Regions from separate parts of the Sus scrofa genome. Here region 2 is linked to region 1. A link is a contact called in public Hi-C data. All regions are on one chromosome and are shown on one strand. Each heading gives the region's core, a stretch centred on a gene start, on an enhancer-like site or on the middle of the called end of the contact. The rest is flanking DNA. Distances are from core to core; before and after follow the strand shown.

Region 1 (6,822 bases), core at 2,563-5,062:
CTCTGGCCCCCTCTCCCCTGCACCCCTCACCCTCCTGGCATCAAGTGACCGGATCTTCCTATCATGACTGCACATCTGAACAAATGCCTGCTCACTCCAGAGTCTCAGCAAGACAGGACTTCAGGGAGAAGAGGATCTTGAGTCACGGGTTCCAGTCTGGGTCCAAGCACAGGGCACATTCTACACCTAAGAGCCCACCCCTACATCTCGAAGCCCGCTCCCGCCATGGCCCGGGTCCACACAGCCTGGCCCAGGCAGGACCTTCTTATCCATCACTCCTGCTGCTCCCCTCCCCTCTTGGGGTGTCACAGTGTGTCAGTCTAGGACCCATACCGGGGACCAGGTGGAGAAAGCATGCAGTTGGCAAACCCTAAGACGAAGCACGGCCTGGGCATGAGGGTTTCCCAGGGCGCTCTGGAAGAGGTCAGGGCCCGAGCCCAACCTGAGCTCCATCAGATGTCTTCCAGGGTTCAGTGTTGCTGCCTGCTCATCATTGCTTGGCAGGGCCGGCCACCAGGACACATGGCCTGCCTAGAATCCTAAGGCCTAATTGAAGGATCTTTGGGGTCCCTGAATTACCCTAACATGTAACAGTCACATTGAAAAATCTTGAGGACTCCTGCAAGACTTGGTGGGTTAGTGAAATAGCATCACACCTGAACCTTCATAGGAGGTCAGCAAGAGCCCATTACAAACCCAGGATTTTTTTTTTCTTTTTAGGGCTGCACCTGCAGCCTATGGAAGTTCCCAGGCTGGGTCGAATCAGAGCTGTAGCTGCCAGCCTACACCACAGCCACAGCAATGCAGGATCTGAGCCAAGTCTGGGACTACACCACAGCTCGTGGTAACACTGGATCGTTGACCCATTGAGCGAGGCCAGGGATTGGACCCGCATCCTCCTGGATGCTAGTCAGGTTCGTTTACCGCTGAGCTGCGAAGTACACTCCACAAGCCCAGGATTTTGAGATCAGTACTGGGACCGAGGCGTCTGAAAGTCTGGACCGTCCTGGGCTGCTCTGCCTTGGACTCGCTCCCAGGTACCCTGGGGATGCGCTGCAGGGCTCAGGGGCGTCTCTGCATGTCTTTTCTGGGAAGCGGTCTCGAGTGCCTTGACCCGAGCACGACTTGAGGAAATCGGAAGAAACGGAGCGTTCTGAAGGGCTGGATTGATGTGAAGAGAGGAGGGGGGAAGGAGGCAGAGGAACGGTGGGGGGGGGAGGTCTGGAACAGAAGGACAGTAAGAGGTGAGCCAGACCTCATTAAAAACGCATTTTACATAAAGTGTATGGGAGAGAAGACTTCTCCGTCTGCCTTTAAGGACACCAATGATAAGCTTGAGAACCATCCAGAGTAAAAGTCTTAACACTTAAAGGACTAGGAATATATGGAGAATATTAGTAGATTGGAGCTATATGTCAATGAAGGTAAAAGCATCAAGAAATATGATGGAAAATATCACGAGAAAAAGAATGTATAGACATATAGATGTGTATACAACTGGGTCACTCTACTGTACAGCAGAAATTGACAGAACATTGTAAATCAACCATTATACAACAATTAAAAAACAAACAAACAGGGAGTTCCCATCGTGGCTCAGCAGTAATGAACCCAACTAGTAACCATGAGAATGAGGGTTTGATTCCTGGCCTTGCTCTGTGGGTTAAGGATCTGGCGTTGCTGTGGCTGTGGGTAGGCCGGCAGCTGCAGCTCCGATTAGATCCCTAGCCTGGGAGCCTCCATATGTCATAGATGCAGCCCTAAAAAGCAAAAAAAAAAAAAAAAAAATCTAAATGACATAAGCCATCTTGGGTAGTTACAGAGAGGATGAGAGAAGAGGCTCTACACTGTCTCCAGATAGTTAGATTCTTTCTTTTTTTCCCTCCTTCCTTCTGTCCTTCCTTTCTATCTCTCTCTTTCCTTCCTCCTCCCTCTCTTCCTTTCTTGTCTTTTTAGGGCTGCCAAAGGCATACAGGGAGGTTCCCAAGCTAGGGGGTCGAATCGGAGCTGTTGCTGCCAGCCTACACCACAGCCACAGCCACAGCCACGCCAGATCTGAGCTGCGTCTGTGACCTACACCACAGCTCATGGCAATGCCGGATCCTTAACCCACCGAGCGGGGCCAGGGATCGAACCTGCAACCTCATGGATGCTAGTCAGGTTCATTCCCTGAGCCACGACGGCACTGGTGTTTCAATCTTCTAGCCGTCCTTAATTACTTGTGGGAATTTACACTCTGATAGGATCTCTTTACTTCATAGAAATCTCTTATGGTGGAATTTTAGGTGTATCCACACACAGTAAAAGTATCTATTTATAGGCAGCACGCTCTGCATTCTTCACATTTTACCACCAAGTGACTGCAATCACTTGACATGTTCTAAACTGTGCTTTCAACAGTTTATCCTACTGGACTGAGTTGCTCTAGGGTGGGAACTTATCTTATCCATTTCTGTGTCCCCAAGGTGCCCGGCTCGGTACTTCCGAGAAATGGTCTGTCCATAAATGCATCACTTATGTTGGTCAAGGTCAAGTTGCTCTCAGACTGAATACAACCCCCGCCGTAGCAGTCACAGGGTAGCCGGCTTAGCATCACTATGGGGGCCTAATCTGGAGAGGAGGGGTCACTGGAAAATAAGAGCACTGGTGACACAGCAAAAGGTCATGGTTATTCCACAGCTGCCTGACAAATGTCCATGTGACTGATGCAGGAAACTGGCTCCAAGTGATACTCAAAGAGCAGATATCCTCTGAGCAGATATTTGGCCCGAGCTTCTAGCCATTTTCCTTCTCTTTCTTTTTATTTTTGTCTTTTCAGGGCTGCAGCCACGGCATATGGAGGTTCCAGGCTAGGGGTCTAATGGAGCTGTAGCTGCCAGCCTACACCACAGCCACGCGGGATCTGAGCCCCCTCTGCGACCTACACCACAGCTCACAGCACCACCAGATACTTAACCCACTGAGCGAGGCCTGGGATCAAAACATTCTCATGGATGCTAGTTGGGTTTGTTACAGCCGAGCCACGATGGGAACTCAGGTTCTTTCTGAATATGCTTCTCCTCAACCTTGCTGCCTTTGGTCGAGAGGGCTGGGCCCCACAGACATATTAAGGCTCCCTTCTCTTCCCCTTGTCCAAAGCTAGTCCTCAGCAGTCACTGATTCCCTCCAAAAAGAGGAAAGGCGACAAGCCGGACTCACGAAAGAGCCTCTTTGCCGCTCAACACTTGCAGATTTCTTCTCCCTTTATCTGCATCTGCTTTCCACTCTCCTGTTCAGATACCTGGAGGTGGGTCTCCACCCCTGGGCCCTTTCTCGTAGTCTGACCTTACACAGGTTTCACCATCAGAATTAGTATCTTTATTTGAAAAATGGGGATAACAGCCTAGACTTGAATGTAAAAAAAAAAAAAAAAAAAAAAAAAAAAAAATCACTTAGTACCTCGTAGGTGTTCAATAAATGACACCTTTCATTGTCATCCTGGCATTACATGGTTTCTGCAGCCTTTCTTTCCTAAAGTGTCCCTGCGCGTCAAGCAGGAGGCATCTCTGCCGGGAGGGTTTTGAAGTGTGTATGTGTGTGTGTGTGTGTGTGTCTTTTGGCAGGGGTGGGGAAGGGTGGGGGTTGACACCCTACTATATTACTGGCAAGGCTTTCACATTTATCTTCCCTCTCCAGGCCTGCTGACTGTAAGTCACACTCCTGAATAAGCCCAACAGGTGCATTCCTAAGGGGACGATGGCAGGAACCGGGGGGCGGGGGGAGTATGGAGAAGTCCCTGCAGACCAGCAGTCAGGCCATCCTTTGGCAAGTCTGTGACTAACCTGCCCCTGTCATGTGGGCCTCCACCTCCAGATGCTTCTTCTCAGTTGACACTGCTGTCCTGTTCTGCCAACGACCTGTCAGCACAAGAAGCTTGCAGTCATGCTGTCTCCTAAATGCCATTCTCCTGTCTCCTCTTAAGCCCTTCAAACCATATCCTTAGTATAACTGTTATGATTAAGTAAAAATTTAATGTGCCTGCGTGTACAGGCTGCACACATACGGCTGAGTGGCTGGATGCTTCCTTTCACACAGCACCCAAGTCACAAGACAGCAATCACAACAGACAGGACGGTAACCCCTACCAGGGTCCAGCCGTCTTACCCACACTGTCGTCCTGAAAATGGAAATCTACACTGACTTAGTCACAGCCCAGACTTTCCTGGGAGCAAAGGGGTCAGAACTGCCTTAAGAAGGAGCACTATTTCATCTTGTTCCTACCGAGCCGCCTCTGGGGCCATAGTTCTTGAGTGCTTTCTTTCCTCATCTTTTCAGCACCAGCACTTTGCTGCCATTTATGTTCCAAGGGGGCCCTTGGCTCTTGAATCAAGAGAAACTGCCAAGAGGCCAGATGAGCATTTCAGACCAGGCTTTATCAGGGGCTTGCACTGCAGCACAAGGGAGCGAGACCCAGGTGACCTCACCCACTTCACTGGTCCTTAGGTGGGGTGACGGGGGGGGGTGGAGCTGCAGGACAGGCAGAGACATGCTTAGGCTGTCCCCCTTGGTTGTGCCATCTGCAGGGATCATGTGTAGATCTCTGCTTTCTGCGCTGGCACCTCCAAAAGGGCTTGCTCACTACCGCCACCTAAAAGGCAACACAGTGGTCAGCACTGCCCCTGCTGCACAGGCCTGAGGTTGTGTTTAATCACTTTGGGGCTGATTTATGGCCTTCAGCATCCTGTTGCTTAAGGAAGCTTCACATCTTGGTCTGTTACAGCTGCCAGCTTCCTGTTGTTCAAGGAGGCGTTGCCCAGGTGCCAGCGTCCTGCTTGATGACCCGAGGCCCCAGCCCATCTCATTCCCCCCGAGGCAGTCTACACCCCTTATTCCTAAGGGTCAAGGGGCCAAAGGTCTCTTCTGCATCTACTTCCTGCTGAACAGGGGCTGCAGACCCTAGCCTACCCGGGAGGCGCAGAAGTCCGCACTGAGCGATCCAAGCACCTAGAGGGACTTGGGTCACCTTCATGGGATGGGCTGAAATCCTGGGGCCACCAGGAGCCTCACTTGGAACTGCTGAAGGCTGAAAGACACAAACCTAACTGAAAGATTAAACAGGCAGGATCTAAATTGTAACAAAAGAACTGTGGCCACTAGAGGGCGCAGGAGAGGCAGGAACCAAGTAACACCAGGCTGAAACCTTTCACCCAGCCCCACAGTGGGCGGTGGGGTTGCTAATTCCATGTAACCATTTAGTTTGTTCATAAATTTCCTGAGTATCTAGTTCAATTTTCTTCGAGCTGTTGACGTCTGTACAGCAAGTTTTGTTAACTTGCACAGACACCCCCTTCTTCAGCCAGAAGATAATTCAGGGTTAAGATAAATCGGGGTCAACTACGACACCGGTGAAGATGAAAACCAGGGACTCCTGGAGCCCCCTTAAGGCATCACTAGTTTTTGAGGCCAGACTGTCTATGGCCCGTGTGAGGTTTCTTAAGGTTGTTTCGTGATAGTCAAAACCCTCCCAGGGTGGCGAGTCCCAGGGCCGCCCCAACCCCTGCCAGGATTAGTCCGAGGGGCCAATTATGTCTGTTTTGAGAGGTGGCATTGTGTTCGGTGGCACCTAGTCCTCTCGGGACCAGTCGCCCCAGGGTGCATTCTCCCCGGAAGTGGACGTTGTCTAAGCAGGGATAGGCGGCAGCCTGGAGAGGCCAGGAGAAGGAGGAATTCGGGTTCCCTTCAAAGGGGAGTCGGTTGTGCGCTGGACCACAGAGGAACAGATATCCAGCGGGGGTGCAGGCCTGGCGGGGTGAGGTGGAGTTGAACCAGCGACGTAAAAGGGAACCCCAGTTAGGTTTAGTACTGCACCCGGGGGACAGGGGCCCTCCGTCTAGCGGGCCCCTGTCTAGTTCTGAGTTTTCCTCTATCCCCTCGTCGTCACTGAAGGCAGATGGGGTCTGATAGGTGAGCCTCCAGGATGGGGCTGCGGTTCCCTTCCAGTGCGTACACGAGGTGTTGGGCTGGGTGCCCGGGGAGAGGAGAGACGGGTCCACACACCAGTGCGTCTGGTTAGGGGTGCACGAGGAGCTTGAAGTGGAAAATGACATCGGATAAACGGAGAGGGCGCTTCCCGCATCAGCAAGGCAGGTGTCTGTCTGGCAGGGGCAGCAGGGCTTTCCTGGCGCCGTGCAGAGAAGGGGCCGCTTGACCTGGAGACCGGTTTGGTTCCAAGGGTCTGTAAGCTCTACACACCCCATGTGGTCACGATCTTGGAGCTGCCCCATCAGCAGCGGTGCGCTCCTCACGGGTTCAGAGGTCAGGGTGAGGTCCACGTCCTCATTTACAGGCACAAACTGGAGCAGAGGAACCCCCTCTTGCGGGTGGTGGTGACAGATCCAACAGTGAGAGAGGTTATTTCCTGAGGCCAAAATGCTGGAAAAGTTGCCGGGCGAGTTTTCCCTCCAGGTCCCCTTTCCTGGTCATTTTCTCCCCAAGCCCTCCGTAGGAGAAGGGCCAGGAGAAGGGTCCACCTCTTCCACCCCATCGCTGGGGCTGGTCTTCTCGATCCAGGAAGGGCAGAGGAGTGGCTGCTCCGCGGGGATGATGGCGCAAGCCGGCAAGAGGCAAGCGCACAAACCCCAAATCAGCAGGGGGAGGCGAGGCCACCACGGCACTTTTTACTGATCTGCAGTGGTTCCTTGTCTTTTGAGTAAGCAGCTCAGGTGTATTCTTCTGTTGTGGCCTGTGGGGTTTTTGGAGCAAGAGTTTTAATCTAGATCAACGTACCCAACTAGGTGTCCCTTGTGGTTTAATGGCAGTGGGGGCGGCTCAAATTATGCTAGA
Region 2 (7,550 bases), core at 353-2,852, 71 kb after region 1:
GCCCCGCGGATCACTGGAACAGAGAGAGCCCGTGCAGCAGACAGAAGAGCAGGAGTACCTTCAATATCAGCATTTACAAACAGCGCCCAGCAGGGAAGATGGAGTCAAGGGTGGACAAGAATAACAGTCTGTCTGCATCCGTTTCTGAAAATCTAGAAAAAAGACAAGTCTAGTTGCGAGTGACAAAGCAGATCGGGGTTTGCCTGTGGGCAGAAGTGAGGGTGGTGCGTGGTTGGGAAGCAGGCACATGAGCAGATTTGAGATTATGAAAATTCTGTATTTCTTGATTATGATTTTTGCCCCACGGTGTATAAATTTGTCCAGACTCATCGAAATGTTTGCTCAAAATGGGTTTACATTTAATTTTATGTAAATTACCTTAATGAAGCTGAAGCTGATGTTTGGAAAAGCGGATGAGGTGAAGGTGGATGAGGAGTAGCAGTGTGAGCACAGGCTCTTGTGTTGCTGTGCGCTTGGGTTTGTATGTCATGGGCATTTTCCCAGGGAGGGACATGGTTATTTTCTCTGTGCTTAAAATACTTGCTTCCTAAGTGCGTGTTGTAGTTTTCCATCCAGGCCAGCAAGGGTGCAAAAAAAAGAAAAGAAAAAAAAAGCCAGTTTCAAAAAACTTACAATATAAATTATATGACTGTTTGTAGTTCTTTTTCCCCTTCTTTTTTTTTTTTTTTGCCTCACCCAAGGTGTATAGAAATTCTGGGACCAGGGGTTGAACCTGAGCCACAGCAGTGACAACGCCTGGATCCTTAAACCACTGAGTCACCAGGGAACTCCATTCTCCCCCTTTTTTTGGCACATGTGACGGCCTGAGAATTCACTCCGTGATGGAGATGGATCTTCGAATACACCCCCTGTACTAGCTCCCTAGCTCTGTGTGTGGCCAGGGCCTGCCTTGGCATAGAAAGACTAATTTAGCTAAAGGTGGTATTTTTTTCTCTTTAAAAAAAAGGCAAAACATTTTTCTTTTCAAGCTCCTGTTGAGCTGATGATGGCTCTAGTTTGGCAGAAGTCTGGTAAAGTTGAGAGAAGAGATTATGGGTCTGCAGGTGAGTTCCCACTGTGGTGCAGCAAGTTAAGGATTCAGCATTGCCACAGCTTGGCATAGGTTGCAGATGCAGCTCAGGTTTGATCCCTGGCTCAGGAACTTCCCATTGCCGCAGGTGTGGCCAAAAAAAAGGAAAAAAAAAAAAAGTTGCAATGATAAGATGTTCTGGAAAGCCTCTGGCAAGAATTAACTAATACATATAAAACCTTTGGTATTATGCTTGGCACCTAGTAAGTGTTCTATAAACGTTAATGAGTGTTTGTGGGCACATGCAGGATAATATTGTTGGTACACACATTCTCCGTAGATGTAGGTGAGGGAGACTTGCTGCGGCCGCGGAAGCGTGTGTGTAAATCAGCAACATAGGTTACGGGGAGGTTGAGATCAGCTTCTAGGATTTGCCGGGAAAAAGGTTTAGTGTGAGCAGGAGCCCGTCAGAGGTCTTGGTAAACAGGCTGAAAGCAAGTCTTAAATGACACCCTTCATTGAGAGCTAAGGAACGGCCCCCAGCCAAGAGCCGCCAGTTGCCAGCTGTGAGGGAACCTGGCACCGCAGGCTGTGTCCTGGACCGCAGCCCCTCCCGGGCCTGGCAGCAGCCACTTCGCCAGGACACAGCCCTTGCCTGCTTTTGGTGAGATGCCTGCTGGTGCCTGGTGGCGAAGGTGGGGAAAGTCACTTTCACGGTTTGTGGGAGTGAAATTGGATCACTTCCCTCGATTGGCTCGTTCCTTCTGGACGTCTGTCAGCACCCTCTCCCTGATTATATGTTATTCTTTTATTCATCTCATCGCTGTTTATCATGTACTTAGTACGTGCCAGACTTTGGGGTGAGTGGTGAGCAAACACGCGTGGGTGCTGTGACTGGTGCCGTCTTGTTCATGGTCAGGAGGGGCAGGTAGAGCTGAGCACTTGCTGAGTTTGGCAGGTGTCACTGCCGACGTGAGGAGGGCCCGGCTGAGGGCGCGGGTGGGCAGGTCCCGGCTGGCGCGGGGCCTTTTGCGTGGAGGGGAAGGTGTGTGGGCTGCTGCCTGCTGACCAGGAGCTGCAGGAAACCGGTGTGGCCGGAGCGGGCGGCGGGGCAGTGACGGAGGTGGGCAGGGCCAGGTGAAGCACGTGTGGGCCGTGGTCATGCGCTTGCTGTTTACACCCGGAGCCGTGAGAAGCCACTGATGGGTTTAGGGCGAGAGGAGCACCGGTCAGGACTGGAGCGTAGAGTAGAACAGTCTGGATGGGACACGCGGAGGTGGCGTGCAGCTGAGACACCACGGAAGGTCAGGCTAGGTGGTACCATAGAAAGATGTGTCGGGGACGTGCGGAGAGGGGACCAGGTCTGGTCTGAGCGACGGCGTGGCGCTTCTGCTAACCTCGGGGAACACCGGAGGAGGGCAGGAAGGCCCGGGAGCAGGAGCTGCTTTTGAGATTCCAAGTGGACACGGGGAGGAGGCGGTGGGCAACCTGGCCTCGGCCTGGGGGAGCCGTCCTGTACAGGAGCTGCCCCAGCAGGGTGCGTGTCGGCAGGATCGGGAGGTGGCTTGAGCACAGCGGACGTTTCATGGCAGGGAGGGGAGGGGGAATCTGAGGGAGCCTCAGAGGGAGGGGGAGGCAGCAGCTGGAGGAGACCCTGGAAGGAGAGGAGGGTGCGATCCAGAGGGTTCTGCAGAGCCTCTGTGCTTCCTTGCACTCGAGCCCTGGTGGCCTGAGAGAGCCAGGGAGAGGCGGGGTCAGCGGTGAGGCTGAGCCGGGGAAGGGCTGGCTGTGGCTGCAGGTGGGCTTGGGATGGAGATAGGGGATGAAGGGCAAGTTTCTCCTCCTTTTAAAAAACGAGAGGGACCTGAGTGTGTTGAAGTGTGAATGAGGAGACATGCAGCATCCACGCAGGAGTGAGAAGGGGAGTGAGACGGTTTCAGAGATGCTGAGAAGGCCTGGGATCCGGCGTGAGGGGTTAGGCTGGCTGGGTGGTTACAACGGATGCGGTCTCGTGTGCCGGTACTCTGCCTCCTTTCTTTGTCGATGCGATGGTGTTTCAGGGCCCAGTGTCATGCCCTCCCCTTCCAGTCCCTGGGGGAAGAGGCTTCTGTTTTCCTTAGTGCCGTGGCTCTTGTGACAACACGAACTGTTTACAAGACTGAGATGCACATTCTCTCCTTCGCTCCCCCACTGGCTGTGCTCCGTGGGCTGAAGATCTGGTGTTGCCAACAAACTGCGGTGTAGGTTGAGGATGCAGCTTGGATCTGGTGTTGCTGTGGCTGTGGTGTAGACCAGAAGCAGCAGCTCTGATTTGACCCCTAGCCTGGGAACTTCCATATGCCACAGGTGCGGCCCTAAAAGGAAAATAAAAGAAAATATTTTGGGTGGTAGAGCATGCTGTCTTATTCTTAATAACTACTGTATTGTGGTTTTTCTTATATTTTCTTTTAAAATACCAATTTTGGAGGCAAGTTGCTGTGGCGTTTTAGCAAAGCACTGTTTTATTTCAAAGCGATCATTAGATACCAGTGACTAAACCACAAAGGACAAATGGCATCATTTGTACATTGTGGTTTTTCTTGAAGAGGGACTGAGAGTCAAGCACAGATAAATATGAACATAAGGGGAATCGCATCCCAGGATGCAGTGAAATTGATAAAATCCCTCCTCGTGGCCTTAACATCTTAAAAATCTGTATCCTTACTGTTGAGTGTTAATCAGAACATCAGCTTGGTCATTCTCTAGCGCTGTGACTGGGAATCTTACCTTACATCAGTTTCCATATTTAAATGTCGCTAAGCATTCATTGGTGACATTCGGCAGTGAATATCGTCCGCTGGAAGTGGCGCTGCTGCGTGCAGGGCAAGCCTGAGGAGCTGTTTTGGAGCCTTAATTGGGTTTGTTTTGTCGTCATGCTCCATGTGGTCGGATAGTCTGCTCAGCCCTGGTGCTGGGTCTGTCAGAGCACTGAAACTGTTCAGCAGTGTCTGGTTAAGTTTCCAGAGACATCACGGTGTGTACCGTTCACACAAAACAAAATTCTCATCTGATGGACTTTAATTTTTAAAAACCTAGTATGTCTGTGTTTTGGTGCATATACCGTGCATATGACATGTCGATCATGTGTAGAAGAGACGGGTGTTGGGAAGTTTAATTTTACTTCCATGCTAAACCAGTCTGTCTTTGGTCAGGCCTTGCTTTTGGGGTCTGCGAGAGGGAAAGACCAGCCCTGCGGACTCCATCTGTCCGGCGCGATTCCCGCGCGCCAGGCTCACTGCCCGTGTGCCAGGTTCCTGACCCTCGTCAGTGAGAGCGATGAGCCTGTTCTTTTCACAGCTCACGGCAACTCTGGATCCTTAACCCACTGAGCGAGGCCCGGGATCAAACCTGCGTCCTCATGGTTACTGGTCAGATTCGTTTCCCCTGAGCCTCAGAGGGAACTCCTAGTTTCCATGTTTATGCTGACAGTCTGATTTTCACGGAAGGGAGTTCGCAGGTTCCCCTTCACTCACTGAGGACCTTAGGGAGGATTTTACCTGCCCTGGGGCAGCAGAGCCCTTGGCCTTTGCCCGGGGTGGGGCCAAGTACTGTGTTTTAAGTAGTTCTAAGTAGTTTGAGGGGCAACTGCATCATTTTAGTCCAACAGTTTTTCCTCTGTTTTGGTTTGGGATTTTTGGTCTTTTTAGGGCCCCACCCGCGGCATGTGGAAGTTCCCAGCCTAGAGGTCAAGTTGGAGCTGCATCTGTGACCTACACCACAGCTCACAGCAGCACTGGATCTTTAACCCACTGCACGTGGCCAGGGATTGAACCCGCGTCCTCAAGGATACTAGTCTAGTTCGTTAACCGCTGAGCCACGAAGGGAACTCCTGGTTTGGTATTTTTCATACTTTAAACTTCTAAATTATGTGTTCCTAGTCGCCTTCTATCAGAGTTGGCTTGGGTGCCAGCGGTCTAAGCAGTCTGGTGGTCGGGCACAGTCCTTGATTTCTTAGGGTCTCTCAAAAGAGATTGTTTTCGTGTCTGACAGGGGACAGTCTTGGAATTTTCTCGTTCTGAGAATTCTCCGCAGGAAGGTTTCACTCAACCAGGCGGCACCTCGAGGCATGCTTGGCCCAGGGAGCATGTGTTAAGGGCAGGACTGTAGAAATGCTTGTCCTGGGGACTTGAGCTTGGTGTTGGGAGATGGCACAGACGGGGGTGGGGGAGTGTGGACGCCCACATCTGTCAGCCTGCCTGTCTTCAGCGGGCCTGCGCCGCCCCGAGTGCTTGGGAAGGGCAGGACTGCAGACAGCGTGGTCCCAGCTGTCCCTGCGTTCGCACCCAGTCCCGAGGTGGAAGAGGTGGGATACAGGAAATGGCGTAGAGAAACAGAGAAAGGGTGGCAGCTGCTGCTGTGTTTGGTTTTGGTTTTGTTTCTAGTCTCCTGGGGACAGCGCCCAGGTTCAGAGCTTGCAGTAAAGTCAGACTGAATGTTGTTAAGACATAAAACTTGAGGTGATGAAGGAGGTGACGTGTCCAGGTTTAGTTCCTCTTTTGAGTGATTTCGGTTCAATAAACAAGTGCCATTTGGTAGGCAAGCGCCTCATGTTTGTTTTCACTTTTATTGAGAGACACCAGAGTTTAATAAGAAGGGCTTTTTGGGAGTTCCCGTCGTGGCGCAGTGGTTAACGAATCCGACTAGGAACCATGAGGTTGCGGGTTCGGTCCCTGCCCTTGCTCAGTGGGTTAACGATCCGGCGTTGCCGTGAGCTGTGGTGTAGGTCGCAGACGTGGCTCGGATCCCGAGTTGCTGTGGCTCTGGCGTAGGGCGGTGGCTACAACTCCGATTAGACCCCTAGCCTGGGAACCTCCATATGCCTCGAGAGCGGCCCAAGAAATAGCAAAAAGACCAAAAAAAAAAAAAAAAAAGAAGGGCTTTTGGGTTGTCATGCACCTGCGACCCTGAGCCCAGGGCTCACCGAGGCAGTGTCAGGCCTGGAAACACTCTTCGCATCAAAGGAATGATGCTTAACTGTTGGAATGGACACATGGGACCATCCTGGAGGGGAATGTCACTGACCACAGGGCAGCATGTAGCCAGAAGCTTGAATGAAGCCTGTTCCCAGGCTTTTTGTGAAGGTGAAATGAGGTGGGCTGTACAGGTGGTTCCCAAACATGAATTTCCAGCCTTGGCCTTTTCCCTGAGCTCTAGACCAGAGCGTAGCAGACTTTCTGGAAGGGGCTGTGTAGTCTGTGTCTCAACTCAGCTCCACTGTAGCGCTGTATAAAGAGCCACAGACAAGAGGTACATGGGCGACCCCCCCTGCACACCCCTCCTTCCCCCTGCCTCCCACAATGTCTCTCTCTCGCGTGTCCCAGAGCCCTGAGGGTTCTGAGTGCGCCTGTGTCAGTCTTCTGACTCCTGTCCCGCGCATACAGCTTTTGAACATTGGAACCTTAGAACATCTCATCTGTGGGAAGAAAAAAAAGACCTCAAAAAAAGGGAGGGGGGGGGATGTCCAGCTCTTGGAGAGATGAAGCTGCCAGGCAGCAGAAAGGGTGGTGCCAGAGGCAGGTTCCAAAGTCGAGGACACATGGTTGAGCACATGGGACGCAGTCTGCTTCCAGCCAGCCTGCGCAGCACTTGTTTGCTTGTCTGTAGCACCTGCTAATGACGCTCCTGGAGAGGTCACCTAACGAACTACCTCAGCTGCAGCATGTCTGTGTTTTCATGCCTCCTCGCTGTGTCAAGACGTCTCTTTCTACGCATCATTTTGGTTTGTGTCTGTGAAGTTATTTGAGGAGGGGCGCTCTTATTTCTCTTGTATGGCTGTGGCTGGGGGCTGAGGCATTGAAGAACTGTGTGCTTTTTCTCCAGCTGAGAGTATTGTGGTGGCTAATCCAGAGTTCCTGCCATGCTGTTGGCAGCACCGCCCTGACAAGGCCCCACTTGCTGGAAAAGGCAGAGTTTCTTGAGGCACTGGGATGAAATGAACATGTGCTTACTTGAGGCGAGGCCTGAAATGGAAGAGGAAAGAGGTTGATGACAAGAAGGAGAATCCCCTCCCCACTTTTTTTTTTTTTTTGTCTTTTTGCCATTTCTAGGGCCGCTCCCGTGGCATATGGAGGTTCCCAGGCTAGGGGTCTAATTGGAGCTGTAGCCACCGGCCTACGCCAGAGCCACAGCAACGCGGGATCCGAGCCACGTCTGCGACCTACACCACAGCTCACGGCAACGCCAGATCGTTAACCCACTGAGCAAGGGCCGGGATCGAACCCGCAACCTCATGGTTCCTAGTCGGATTCGTTAACCACTGCGCCACGACGGGAACTCCGTCCTCCCCACTTTTTTATTAAAGAAACGGATGTTAAAATCAGACTGACTTGATGTAAAATTTCTGAAAATGTCGATTTCATTAAAGTTCTTACACTAAAGGAATGTAAAGTCTAACAGAAGAAATTTCACATAGGAACTTAGTTCTGATTTCCAAGGGCCATAATTATAAAATGGCCTTAGAAAAAGCGCTGTTCCATAAAAT

What was found. A called contact is a pair of places that touch in the nucleus more often than the background predicts.
Region 2: a Hi-C map of heart right ventricle shows a contact between it and region 1, with 2.6 times the contacts expected there. The contact joins two enhancer-like sites. A contact is called at or near these places in 6 of 47 Hi-C or Micro-C datasets (blood, embryonic fibroblasts, epiblast stem cells and 3 more) and 2 of 2 datasets of contacts at active chromatin or transcription factors (alveolar macrophages and skeletal muscle).

What each region holds. Positions count from the first base shown.
Region 1 is chr10:57,917,594-57,924,415 of Sscrofa11.1, forward strand. LOC102164731 (endogenous retrovirus group V member 1 Env polyprotein-like) reads right to left here. Exons shown (of 2, transcript XM_005668194.3): 2 at 1,454-6,721. The coding sequence starts at 6,263. The coding sequence ends at 5,493. Among named protein-coding and RNA genes, the nearest start is that of CREM, 91 kb to the left of the region's middle. Within about 2 kb of position 3,813, at least 7 of the 83 cell types and tissues checked have an H3K27ac peak or open chromatin away from gene starts, as enhancers often do.
Region 2 is chr10:57,990,954-57,998,503 of Sscrofa11.1, forward strand. It overlaps a transcript of CCNY not described here. Among named protein-coding and RNA genes, the nearest start is that of CCNY, 26 kb to the right of the region's middle. Within about 2 kb of position 1,603, at least 6 of the 83 cell types and tissues checked have an H3K27ac peak or open chromatin away from gene starts, as enhancers often do.